Linked DNA regions of Zea mays: region 1 is linked to region 2. Evidence: chromatin contacts called from public Hi-C data. All regions are on one chromosome and are shown on one strand. The core of a region is the stretch at or near the end of the contact, and the rest is flanking DNA. Distances in the headings are between cores, read along the strand shown.

The links. A called contact is a pair of places that touch in the nucleus more often than the background predicts.
Region 1: a contact with region 2 is called in a Hi-C map of leaf, with 7 times the contacts expected there. The contact joins the promoter of LOC100282563 here to the promoter of LOC100281714 in region 2. A contact is called at or near these places in 3 of 25 Hi-C or Micro-C datasets (leaf and tassel).

What each region holds. Positions count from the first base shown.
Region 1 is chr4:229,482,744-229,488,433 of Zm-B73-REFERENCE-NAM-5.0, forward strand. LOC100282563 (metabolite transport protein csbC) reads right to left here and starts at 2,365. Exons shown (of 15, transcript NM_001155471.1): 1 at 2,137-2,365; 2 at 1,797-1,883; 3 at 1,593-1,701; 4 at 1,427-1,494; 5 at 1,199-1,331; 6 at 84-183. The coding sequence starts at 1,878. It also overlaps the pseudogene LOC111591464.
Region 2 is chr4:228,761,097-228,766,699 of Zm-B73-REFERENCE-NAM-5.0, forward strand. LOC100281714 reads right to left here and starts at 2,848. Exons shown (of 15, transcript NM_001154634.2): 1 at 2,613-2,848; 2 at 2,470-2,510; 3 at 2,022-2,091; 4 at 1,786-1,934; 5 at 1,279-1,374. The coding sequence starts at 2,688.

The sequences.
Region 1 (5,690 bases), core at 1,115-3,614, 720 kb after region 2:
CTGATGAAAACTTTATCCGAGTAGAAAGTAAACCATATGAGAACATTATCGATAGTCATTTGTGGAAAACAGGATCTACATACCTCCGTTATATAAAGTGAAGCTACTGGTGGACCCAATCCCATCCCTGTTCCTACCAAAAATCTTCCAAGGAGCATACCCTCCAAACTATTGGAGAGAGCACTGCAATTGTATGATATTGTTTTAGTTACTTCTCATCATTAGCAATATTCTTATTCTAGGGCTTCTGTGAGTGGCCAAAGAGCTTTCACAGTGCCCACAACCACATGACAATGTAACAGGTAAACTAAGTTTAACCCATATTTGGAACAACTGCACGATTCTTACAGGACCATCACATTATGATCATTAAACATTCCTGCACAGTTTGCTTCGCAAGAGAGTTCGAATTTTAACCGACTGCTGCTGTTTTACATAACAGCATTGTTCGGTTACTTTTTGTTAATAAGAAAAAATGTATTGTTTCTTTGGCTGGACGAGGAGCTTCCTGTGCCCACATGATACCATGACAAGTAGACTCCACGTACCTCATATGAAGTAGCCTAACACAGCTGTCAGGACTATCATATTCATGGTTCATCTCCTAAGTCTTAATAAAGTTAAATTGCAAAACATAATGATTAATTCATGGATGACTCAAGCCGTGTGCTGGTAAAAACATATGTAGATACTTTACCCACAATTCAACTTTTCAATTCTACAGAAGCACCAATAGACCAGCAACCAGTCAGGAGAACACCACTTGTTCCAGTCAAAAAAGTCAATGTTTCAGCAATTCCACAGGCTATTAGACCATAAAAATAATTTTTCATCTCATAAGTCCAACCAAAGCATAATCCAAATTTTTAAGCCGTTGGAGCTCTCATTTGTTGCACCACGTTCCAGGAGAAACAGGAAAGGTAAGAGTTCTTGAACCCATATTGAACTATTCAGCAATTGAAACAGCATGACTAACACCAGTCCAAGAGACCAATTCACCAGCAAGCCAATCACCAGGTGGTATACCCCAAGGTCCATGGAGTAGTACATAATTGTTTGACAAAAAAATTAAACAACTTCTGCTGACCCAACCAAAGAATAATGAATGTTAGCAAGTGGCAATTAAATAAAACAGTAAACCAACCAGTGACAGAATCTAGTGAAAGCGAAAGACAAATCAAGTAACACATAATGTCACCTTATGGCAGCACCAATAATCATAGGCAGCGCACTGAGCTGGAACGCACGGCGTCGCCCAATACCATCTGCGATGGAGCCGCTGAAGAGGCACCCAACAAAAGCTCCTCCCAAACAGATACTCACCACGAGCCCTGCACCCAACAGAAGCCCAAGCACAACATGAGCCTAATAATAAGTAAATAAACTGACCAAAACCACCACAATTAGCAGAAGAAGTGCACCGTACCTTCAGCAAGAGTGTTGCCGGCGAAGCCAAGGTCAGCGGAGATGACCTCCAAGGGCTCGTTCACCACCCTGCGTCATCACCATCAAGGCACCAAATGAGCACGACTTTCAGATGAGGGCAATAGAGCAATCAAAAGTGCTGAAAACGTGGGCGGAAGGCCACGCACCCGGAGTGGTATCCAAAGAGGAACGAGGTGAGCGTGGCGACACAGACATGCGGCAACGACATGCGCCACGACGGCCCCGCGCCGCTGCCGCCGCCGTCCGTCATTCTCACTGCAGACATGGAAATGGGAAAATGAAATGAGATTCAAATCTCACCATAAATTAACCGGTGGTAAGAGGAACCGGGGGAAACATGCGGCACGAACTTGGCGTCTCGACGTCGGGTTCCATGGCGGTTTCCCTGGACGGCACGCGCTTGTAGACGGAGGAGTTAAGCTTCCACCGCATCGCCGCTGATTCCACAGAGACCAATAAGCGATTAAGCGATTCGGCCGCAGAACCAGTGCACCATGGGGAAGGGATTGGAGGGTTCGGGAATGAGGACCCAGCTCGGGGGGTGAGAGATCTGGGCCGGTCCCAGGGGAGGAAGGTGAGCGACGTGGGAAGGAGGAGCCGAGGAGGGGGCGGGCGGGCGGGCGGGACGGTGTATTAATAGCGGCGGTTAAGTAAATTAATCGGGAGTGGGACTGTGGGAGGCTTGTTTACCTGGCCACCGCGTGCGCCTGCATCAGATCGCGCGGGGGAGGCGACGTGTCCGCCGTGCGTGCTAGTGTAAGTGAGGGCGGAGGCGGCGCCGGATCTGGGGAGGACGGAGGGGGGGTTGCTTCGGCGTTGGCCCGGGTGGGTTTGGTGACGGAGCACGTAGACCGAGTGGAGGTGGTGGAGCGGTGGAGGCCTGCCTGCCGAGCTGCTTGCGGTCGCGGAGATCGCGGGTGGGAGGTGGGGGAAGGCCGGAAGGGAAGCTTAAGGACGCCGTGCCGTGATGAGGTCGTGCTGCCAGGCCAACACGGGGGTGACACGCAGCAAGCCACCTTTGCTTTTGGAAGATACTACACTGCTGTCGTCTGTCGGTTCCTGCGGCAGGAGGAGCGCACGGTGGAGGGAAAGGCATTTGCGTGCTAGCCCTTGACATTATTGAATTTACAAGAGGCAGAAAAAAAGCTTACACCAATTGTTTCCAAACTTATTCTGTTGTTCAATAATCAATATCAATAATCATCAATAATCAATATAATCTATCACTTTAAATTTTGCAAAATTCAACCAACCAAATCACTCGCACACTCATAACCACCACTAAATCCACCAAACAAATTACATCTAGAATTAACACACATCAAAATGAATGGTTCATATCGCTAGATAACTTTATCTCATCTGCTCATTTAAATCCAATGAACAATAATATTTATATCACCTCTCATCACTCTCTCTGCGACCCGCTATCCTAGCCTCCTCTGTCTCATCTCACTCATGTCACCGCTGCTGTCGAACCATCCCTCACTGGAATCATAGTGTTAACACGTAATACATGCTAGTGTAAAATAACATCCGAGTCTTTGAACTCTTGAAATGTATTTTTCTAGGTTCCTTAAACTCATGTTGATATGGTATAAGATAAGACCCTCTTAGGACTATACTCATGTATACACGAAGATATACGGGAGGATATTTTACATGACATATAATATAACAGCACTATCGAAATTAGGGACGAGAGAAGAGGATTAGCTATATTCAAGAGCGACCCACGTGAATAAATGATGTATTGTACGGTGTAGCTTATACATAAAAAATCATTTTGTGACGGGTACATAAGAAGCATATATTAGCTCGAGGATTAGGACTATCATAAATCATAATCTCATCCAGATATAACAAGACCACAACCGCCATAAGGTCGATCTTAACATGCAACTAATTGCAGCCTTGTGGAATTAAAATAGGTTAAAACATAAATGTTCTTGGACGACTAAAAAACATTTATAGGCACATCATTCGTTGATGGCTAAAGTCTCTAGTAGTATATAAAGCATCAGTTTTTATGGTCGCTGTGCTTCCCATAATTAAATAGTAAAAGTTAAAATTATATATAAATTAAGATTCGAATCATAGTTGTTCATTCTAAACCCACATTCACATCGATCTCAACAGAACACACATGTCTCTATATTTGATATTCTATATTTATAAATGCATATGTAGCAATGTACGTGCACTTTGCTAGTATGCCACAAAATGCTGGTTTCTACTGTGGACGACACCGACCGACAACGTGGGTGAACTCGCGAACCGACCTGGCTTCAACGTCGGTTGGTTCAATCGGGCGAGATGGCCAGTCTAATTTATATCGATCGTTTTGAAGCTAAATCAGTCGGTACCGTCTAATGCGTTAGAGAATCAGTCGGTATCGATCTGAACCGGTTTATACTGACGACAGATTATTGCCACGTGTCGTCTTTTGATTGGTTTGCGTCGTTCTAACTGTTTGTTTTAAACGTCTATTTTTAAAGTCTTAGAATCCATCCTATAAATAGAGGTATGGATAAAAACAACGGGATCGGTCGAGATAACCCCTCTCGTTTTTATTTTCGCATTTTATTTCAGAAACGAGACCTTTGGGTAACGAAAATGAACCAAAACGGATAGAACAAATTGATAACGGATCGGAATCGGGCGTAAAAAGCGAAAACATCGTCGCACAGAGTATAAAAATAAAGTAGTATTGTGATTAATTGAAACTTCTCATCTAGGCATATTGAAACAACATATTGTAATATATATGGCTACCAAAAAATAATCATTTACTAGTTGAGTGCCCGTGCGTTGCAACGACACACAAACATATTTAATATCCATAAAATAAAAATAAAAATTAATATCAGAGTGAACATATAGTTCACATATCAGATATTAAACTAATAAGCACAAATATTACACCTTAGCTAAAAGGCCGAGAAATATTGCTCTCAAAAGCTTTTCAATATGATGTCGTGTTAGTACAACATCCTCAGTGTTACAGCAGCACTACATTGCCCGACGGTAGCAAATAGGGTAGCCTGAATAGCTGGCTCAAAGATTTCCTTGTAGAGCCTCTGAGATCGTATTGAAAAGCGCTTTTGCAGTCAGTACAGAGGAAGGTACCAACATAATCTGAGAAAGATAACTCATTATTAAGACATGTAGTACAAATGACACATACACTAATCTGAACTAATTGGATAGACAACAGAACTTCCTTACTTGCATCATATTTCCTCCAAGCATGTCAATGTTATCAAAGTCAATGACTGGACCAAAGCAACACATAAGTGGTTAGCAAGTGAGTTGATTTTTTTCAACAAAAGGTTAACATTTTAACACATGTACCTACAACTATGACAGGACTTGATGTCAGCTTATCAATTAAAGGAAGATTAGGGAACTGTAAATGTAATTCACAGGGATTGTCCAAATGCTTACTTGAGAGGAAGTGATCACATCTATGCCCATTCTAGTTGCAAGTCTGTACAAATGCTCTTCAAGATCAACGTTTGTAGCACTGCAATCAAGTAAGAATTTAGGACCCACAATAATCGATAAGGATATCCGCAACCGTTACCCCTAAATTTTTTCCCCTATATCACTTTTCCCCCTATTCCCCCCCCCTATTTTTTCATCTCCCGCAGCGGTTCCCCCTAAATACTCCCCCTATACCCCACTACCACTATAAAATATTATTTTCTATACCAACTATCAATTTTTTATCTACTAACAATTACTTGTGGACCCACAACACAGTGTTTAGGGTGATGAACAGTGACACACTAGATCTGGGGGGGAGAGAGAAGGGGACCGACACGTAGGGGGCGCTGTAGGGGCACCGCTGCGGCCATAGGGTGCCCCCTACAGCCGACATGCAAGGGGAGGGGGCGGTAGCGTCGACCGCTGCAGTCAGTCTAAGGAAAGAGAAGTAAATGCAAGGAATCAAAAGGAGCACTGCGACAGAACACATACTTGGTGCACTCGTCGAAGAAACCAAACTTAGGATGATGGAAAAACAAACAAGCCTGGCAACAGGAAGAGAGTGACTTTCACTTAACTCAATAGCATATAGAACTTCTGAGGCTGCACTGATGGCATTAGGAGACACCACAGTAGCTCCGGGGACAATGACTTTTAAAGCAAGCACAATAATAACATTGTTTCTCAAACAGGCAGGGGACTTACTGTTTTGAACACTAACAACAATAGATTCAATGGTTACAACATCGAAATTG
Region 2 (5,603 bases), core at 1,598-4,097:
TTCACCTCATTCACATAGGTCCTTTCCTCGGTAGTCTGACTATTTCGATATAGCATCTCTATCTTTCGGTACATCCCAGGCAAGCCTTAACTAAACAGTTTTGTGCGCACGTGTCCATTTTAGAGTAGTTCGTGTGTTGGGTAAGGTTTCCATTCGAGACCATGAAAATGAGATATTTTATTAGATAGAGCCGATGAATCAAAAGAAAAGCAAGCCTCTTCAGCTTGAGTTGGGTTAAAAGCGGTTAGCAGTGACCATTGAATCAGTTTCTTTAACTTGAGTTGGGTTAAAAGTTCGGATGGTATTTGCACCATCGCCATCTTCAAATAGAGTGTTTTCTATAATAGCCCCAAGGATAGCACATAGCAGAGCTACGCCAAATACACCGGCAACTCCCATCATATGAATGGGTTCAACGTCCAATTATGAAACCCTTGGAAGACAAGGATGAACTGAAATATAGGTGCTGCGCCAAAACTCGGCGCAAAGAACCAACCAGATTGTTCCAGTGGATAAATAAGGAATACGGAAACAATTGCATTATAAGAGCAACTCTAATAGTTCTCTAAACAACTCCCTAAACCTTAAATTTAAGAAGTGAACAGAAAAATGCTTCACCAATAATTCTCCAAATAGATTTGCTAAATTTCATTACTTGCTATCCAACCCCATTTACTCCCCAAGTTTGGCAACTCGATAATCACTCCCTAAACACAGTTGGCGTCAATTTCTTCACATCCGCATGTTCATTTTTTTTCTCTTCTCCGCGCAGCGGGGTAGACAAGTCTATCGCGCTTTTTTTCCCCTTTCCTGCGCAGTGAGACAGCCAGATCCAACGTGTGTGACACAAGCTTTTTATCCGCCATCGGACCACCGCCGCCCCATTGGTCGCGCCTCCAGACCGCCGCTCCACCACAGGTCACGCCAACCAGCCTTCTCCTCCGCCCTCCGATTGATAGGATTTGATGTTAGCCGTCGATAATGGATCCTCAACCCTAGGTGATGGTCACCCACCATTCGTAATTTTTGTTAAGCCATTTCAGGGTGGGTGATGATGACGAATAGCAAGCCACATCCACTAACAAGCATTTATTTGTCCATGTCAGCATACCACACATCAACTAAAAATTCCTTTATAATAGTTTATACCTTCATGCAAGTAAATATTAGTCGTCTAATTTCATTCCAAATTATTTGTGGTCCCCGCAGCAATGCACGGGTATGCTTCCAGTTGTATAACAATCTGCAAGCTAAAACAGAAAGCGCCCACATACAAACCTGGTTAGCTTTTCGACCAAGGCCCATGAGGAAGTTATCAGGCTTGATGTCTCTGTGCAGATAGCCTTTAGAATGCATAAATTCTATTCTTGTTATCTGTAATAGTAAATGAAAACCAGTTTCAACCAACTACAGCATGGGTAAAAAAGAGGTGATTTTTTAAGGTTAAATAAGGAACAGAAAGGCAGGACTATTTTGCTGTTCTGCTCATGTGCCATCTCAATGTAGCTACTGTGTAAATCACTTGAGATTGTGTGTTCCACTGTCAGCTATTTGTGTGTGATCCACTTAAATTTGAGTGTAATTCACTTGAATTTGAGTGTTCCTTACATATGGCATAATCCAGTCGATCACAAACAAGTGCTAATGGCATATGTAGCAATCGTGGGATGCACTGTAAGAGTGCTACACAAGCATCACTGAGAAATAAACATAAGTGATTGGCACCTTTCACAAATTCATCACAATAGTAAATAAAACCTAGGGAGGTTGGAGAAGAATTATTACCATCTGGTCCGCTAGCATCAAGACCGTCTTCAGTGAGAATCTCCGGCCACAATAAACAAACAGATCTTCAAGGCTTGGTCCGAGTAAATCAATAACAAGAATGTTTTCATCGCCGTCAATGCCGCACCATTTTATGTTTGCGATACCAGCTACATGGATTCAAAATAGCAACAATTCAACACAGATAATGGTATAACAATCAGCAAAGTAAGATTTGTATGTACTCAAACGCATACTCCCTCCTTGAAGAGCATTGTACAGTTTGGCCTCATATAGCAACTGTGGATGATTGGTTTTGCTGCTTTCCTGTACATAATAATAAACATAAGTTCCAAAAATAAACATGGCAAATACACATCTACAGCATATATTAATTTGCAATGTGTTGTCATATAATAACTCCATTCATTTGTAACTTCATCAAATGACTACTTATCATGTCCTAACAGATGTCATTTTACAGAGATGGTTTCGTTTTCATTTTTTTTACAAAGAGGTTGCAAGTAACCTAGAGCACAAAAACCTGAGGGGTCCAGGACGCTGAATCAACATTACACAATTTTAAGCTCCACCTCATAACCCTACTGCGCGCCGCAATAAGCATAGCAAGAAGCCGCGAAACCATAGACGAATTCCAACAAAATCAAACAAAAACGAGGGACGGCTGAGGGAACGGGGGCTCACAATCTTGACGGCGACGATCTCGTAGGTGTCGACGTGCGTCGCTGCATAGAGAGGGAGGGGACAACAACAAGCACAGCACCAAAACCTCGTCAGATCCAAACACCAAGCAAAGTGAACAACAGCTGTCGTGATCGAGGTCGAACCGAGGTAGATCTCCCCGAAGGAACCGCTTCCGATCTTGCGACCCAGCTTGTACTTGCTGCCTACGATCCGGTCCATCCCCTCCTCCACCAGCTTTTCCTACGCCTTTCAGCTCTGGCTCTATCGGCGCCGCGACGGCGAGTGGAAGGAAAGCGAGGGGACTAGGGTTTCGACTGCCGACTACTGCGACGAAATGGGTAGCAAAGAAGGAAGAGGAGAGTGGGCAAAGTGGCGGGTTGAAGGCTTCTAGAAGGTCGGAAACGGATTAGATTTTGCAGCGCAAGACGCGACGGTGAGAAAAAAAAAGTAATGTCGGAGACTCAAGCAGCTTTGCTTCCAACAGCAAACTTCAGGCAAATGGATTTAAATAAAATATATATAAGGACAAAGTATTATCTCTACTACTTATTAAGGCTCTAAGGGTAGCCCGCATGGCTGTTGTTCAATCTGGATCGTCCATCCGTGCGCACAAAAGTTCAATACATGTTTACAATATACCACTAACTGATTACAAGAGCTAATTGCTTTCTCTGTAGCAGCCACGTTTATAAGTTGCTGCCGCACTCTTTTGCTAGCCGATATGGTACCATTTATTTGTGCCGCGGTAGAGAACATGAAATTTATTTGGCTGGCTGATATGAGGCCCATCTATCAATTCAATTGTAAACGGCCCATCTAGGAAAAACCCTAGATATGCCCGCGCCCGCAGGCTCTCCGTCGGTCGCGCGGCTCTCGCGCGGCGGCTCCTCACCCGCCGTCGGTCGCTCCTCATCTCGCAGACAGTCGCGCACCTCCTCTCCTCTACCACTGTCGCCCCCTCCTCGCCGCCATTACTGCTCGCCGCGTCCTGACTCCTGTAGTGGAAATCGGGCGGAAGGAGGTGTTCGGAACATCGAGGCTGCGATCCCAGCGAGCAAGCTCGCGTGGCTTGGTGGGCACAGCCTCCTTCTCGCCGCCAGCTCTCACTCTGGGCCGGCCGGGGTGGTGGGGGACATACGTCTTTGGGATGTTCGGGCGAGCGCCACGGTGCCAGTGTGGGAGGTCAGGGAGAAGGAGGATTGCTTTGCTGATGTTGCCGCGTCTGACGCACTGTCAGCGGTGTTCAAGGTGGGTGCAGCATCCAGTGAGGTGTTCATGGCTGACCTGAGGAGGCTTGGTAACGGTGGTGGCGTTGGATTGGAGCCATGGGTGTGCATTGGCGATGGATAGAAGGCGGCTGCAGCCGCATCATCTGGAAGGAAAGAGAGGAATGGTTGTAGAATTGAGTGCTACTGCAGTTGGGTGTTTGTGGCACGAGGCGCGGACGTTGAGGTGTGGAGTCAGGTGGGATTGGCACCAGAAGCCAGTGGAAAGAAGGTGATGAGGAGGAATTGGGTTGGCAGTGAACTATCCACAAAGCCCAAGATTGTGAGCTGGGCATTTGGTGGCAGCAGGATGGCATTGGCCAGAGCTGATCAGCTGCCTGTGGAGATATGGGATAGTGCTACAGCAGCAATTGGCGCAAATCCCTGAGTAGAGGGAGGATATCGCAAAAGCAAGCCGACGCTTGTCAAATGTTCAATTGCTGCTTGTTCCTCTATGCAATGTAAATTTACTTTAGCGTGTTGTTTGTGATGTATCCCAGATAGTTAGAATCTTGAATGCAATGCCTGGAAGGTATGGAATGATTTTACTGGGGTTGAATATATTCTGTGTTTTCTGATCATGCAATCTACTGAATTTTGTTATCACCCTAGGAAAAAGGGTAATACAGTATCTTTTTAAGCAATTGTGGAAAAAGGTCTTTGCCAGGGTAAACTTTGTTTAACTGAGTTATTCTTTTTGGGTATTGAAAATCTAACTTCCTCAATAAGAATTTGCATAATTGTCTTACATCAGTTATAGATTTGGTGCTTCTAGAAGCTCAACACAATTCCATAGAAGCTCACCACAATTCCAGCATGATATGGGAATCTGTTACAACATGCTTTGCAATAGTTCATGTGTGCTCTCAGGTCTGCAAGATTTTATGGTACTCCCTCCGTCCCATAGTACTATTTGTTTTAGCTCTTATTTTTTATGTTTATATTCAAATGAATGATGATAAATATATACATATATATAAAACATATACATCAAGTATTGTATGAATCTATTAACATCCCAAAATAAATTTTTATTTGGGACAGAGGGAGTACCATTTAGATATGAGGATTGCCTAGAGATTCGTCACTCGTTTGCTCAGAAGTTGGAAATAAATGATGACTACTTAAAGCAAACAAATACTGTGGATGGAACACAAGGTTTGATGAACATTTGGGCGTTTGAATCATTCCTGTTCTGCTGGTCGCCTCACATTTAAATTATCGAGTACCCTGCAACTAAACCATCGAGTTCCACTGAAGTGCAAATTAGTCTTGACAAGCACCTAACTGTTGCAGGGGCGCAGGGGCAGATGTTTCTTGTAGGTAATATATGTGCTGAAATTGGGTATATAGCCCGGTGGTTAAGGGCTTGAGGCTCCAAGGGAGGAGCCGGCCGGCTGCGGTTTGAACCTCGTTTGGCACCAGGCCTAGCCGTGCCAGGGTGGTGTTGTTCATGTGTCATGAAATTGGACGGTTTTTATAGCGAATACCTTTGGCATTTGTACATTTCCTTTGTGCTTTCTGATTGAATCCCTGCACCCGAAAGCTCGCACAGTTTGAAGGTCATTCTGACCATGAAGTTGTCAACCAGCTGCTCTCGGCGTGAAGATGAAAACTCGGGCTGGTTAGTTTGTTGTATTGTATGGGTCATGCACACTCACCAGGCCACAGGAACTTAGGCTCCACCCTCTGTCAGTGCAGGTTTGGCGACAAAGAGAGGATGACGTCCATGGCACCATGCTACTGGATACAAGAATTGTTTAGCTTCAACAACAACATGCGTGTACGTTAAAACATGGAGCGTCTCCACGGAATGGGCGAGCGAACGCACGGAGCCGCATCCTATATATATAGGACGAGTTCTGCTCT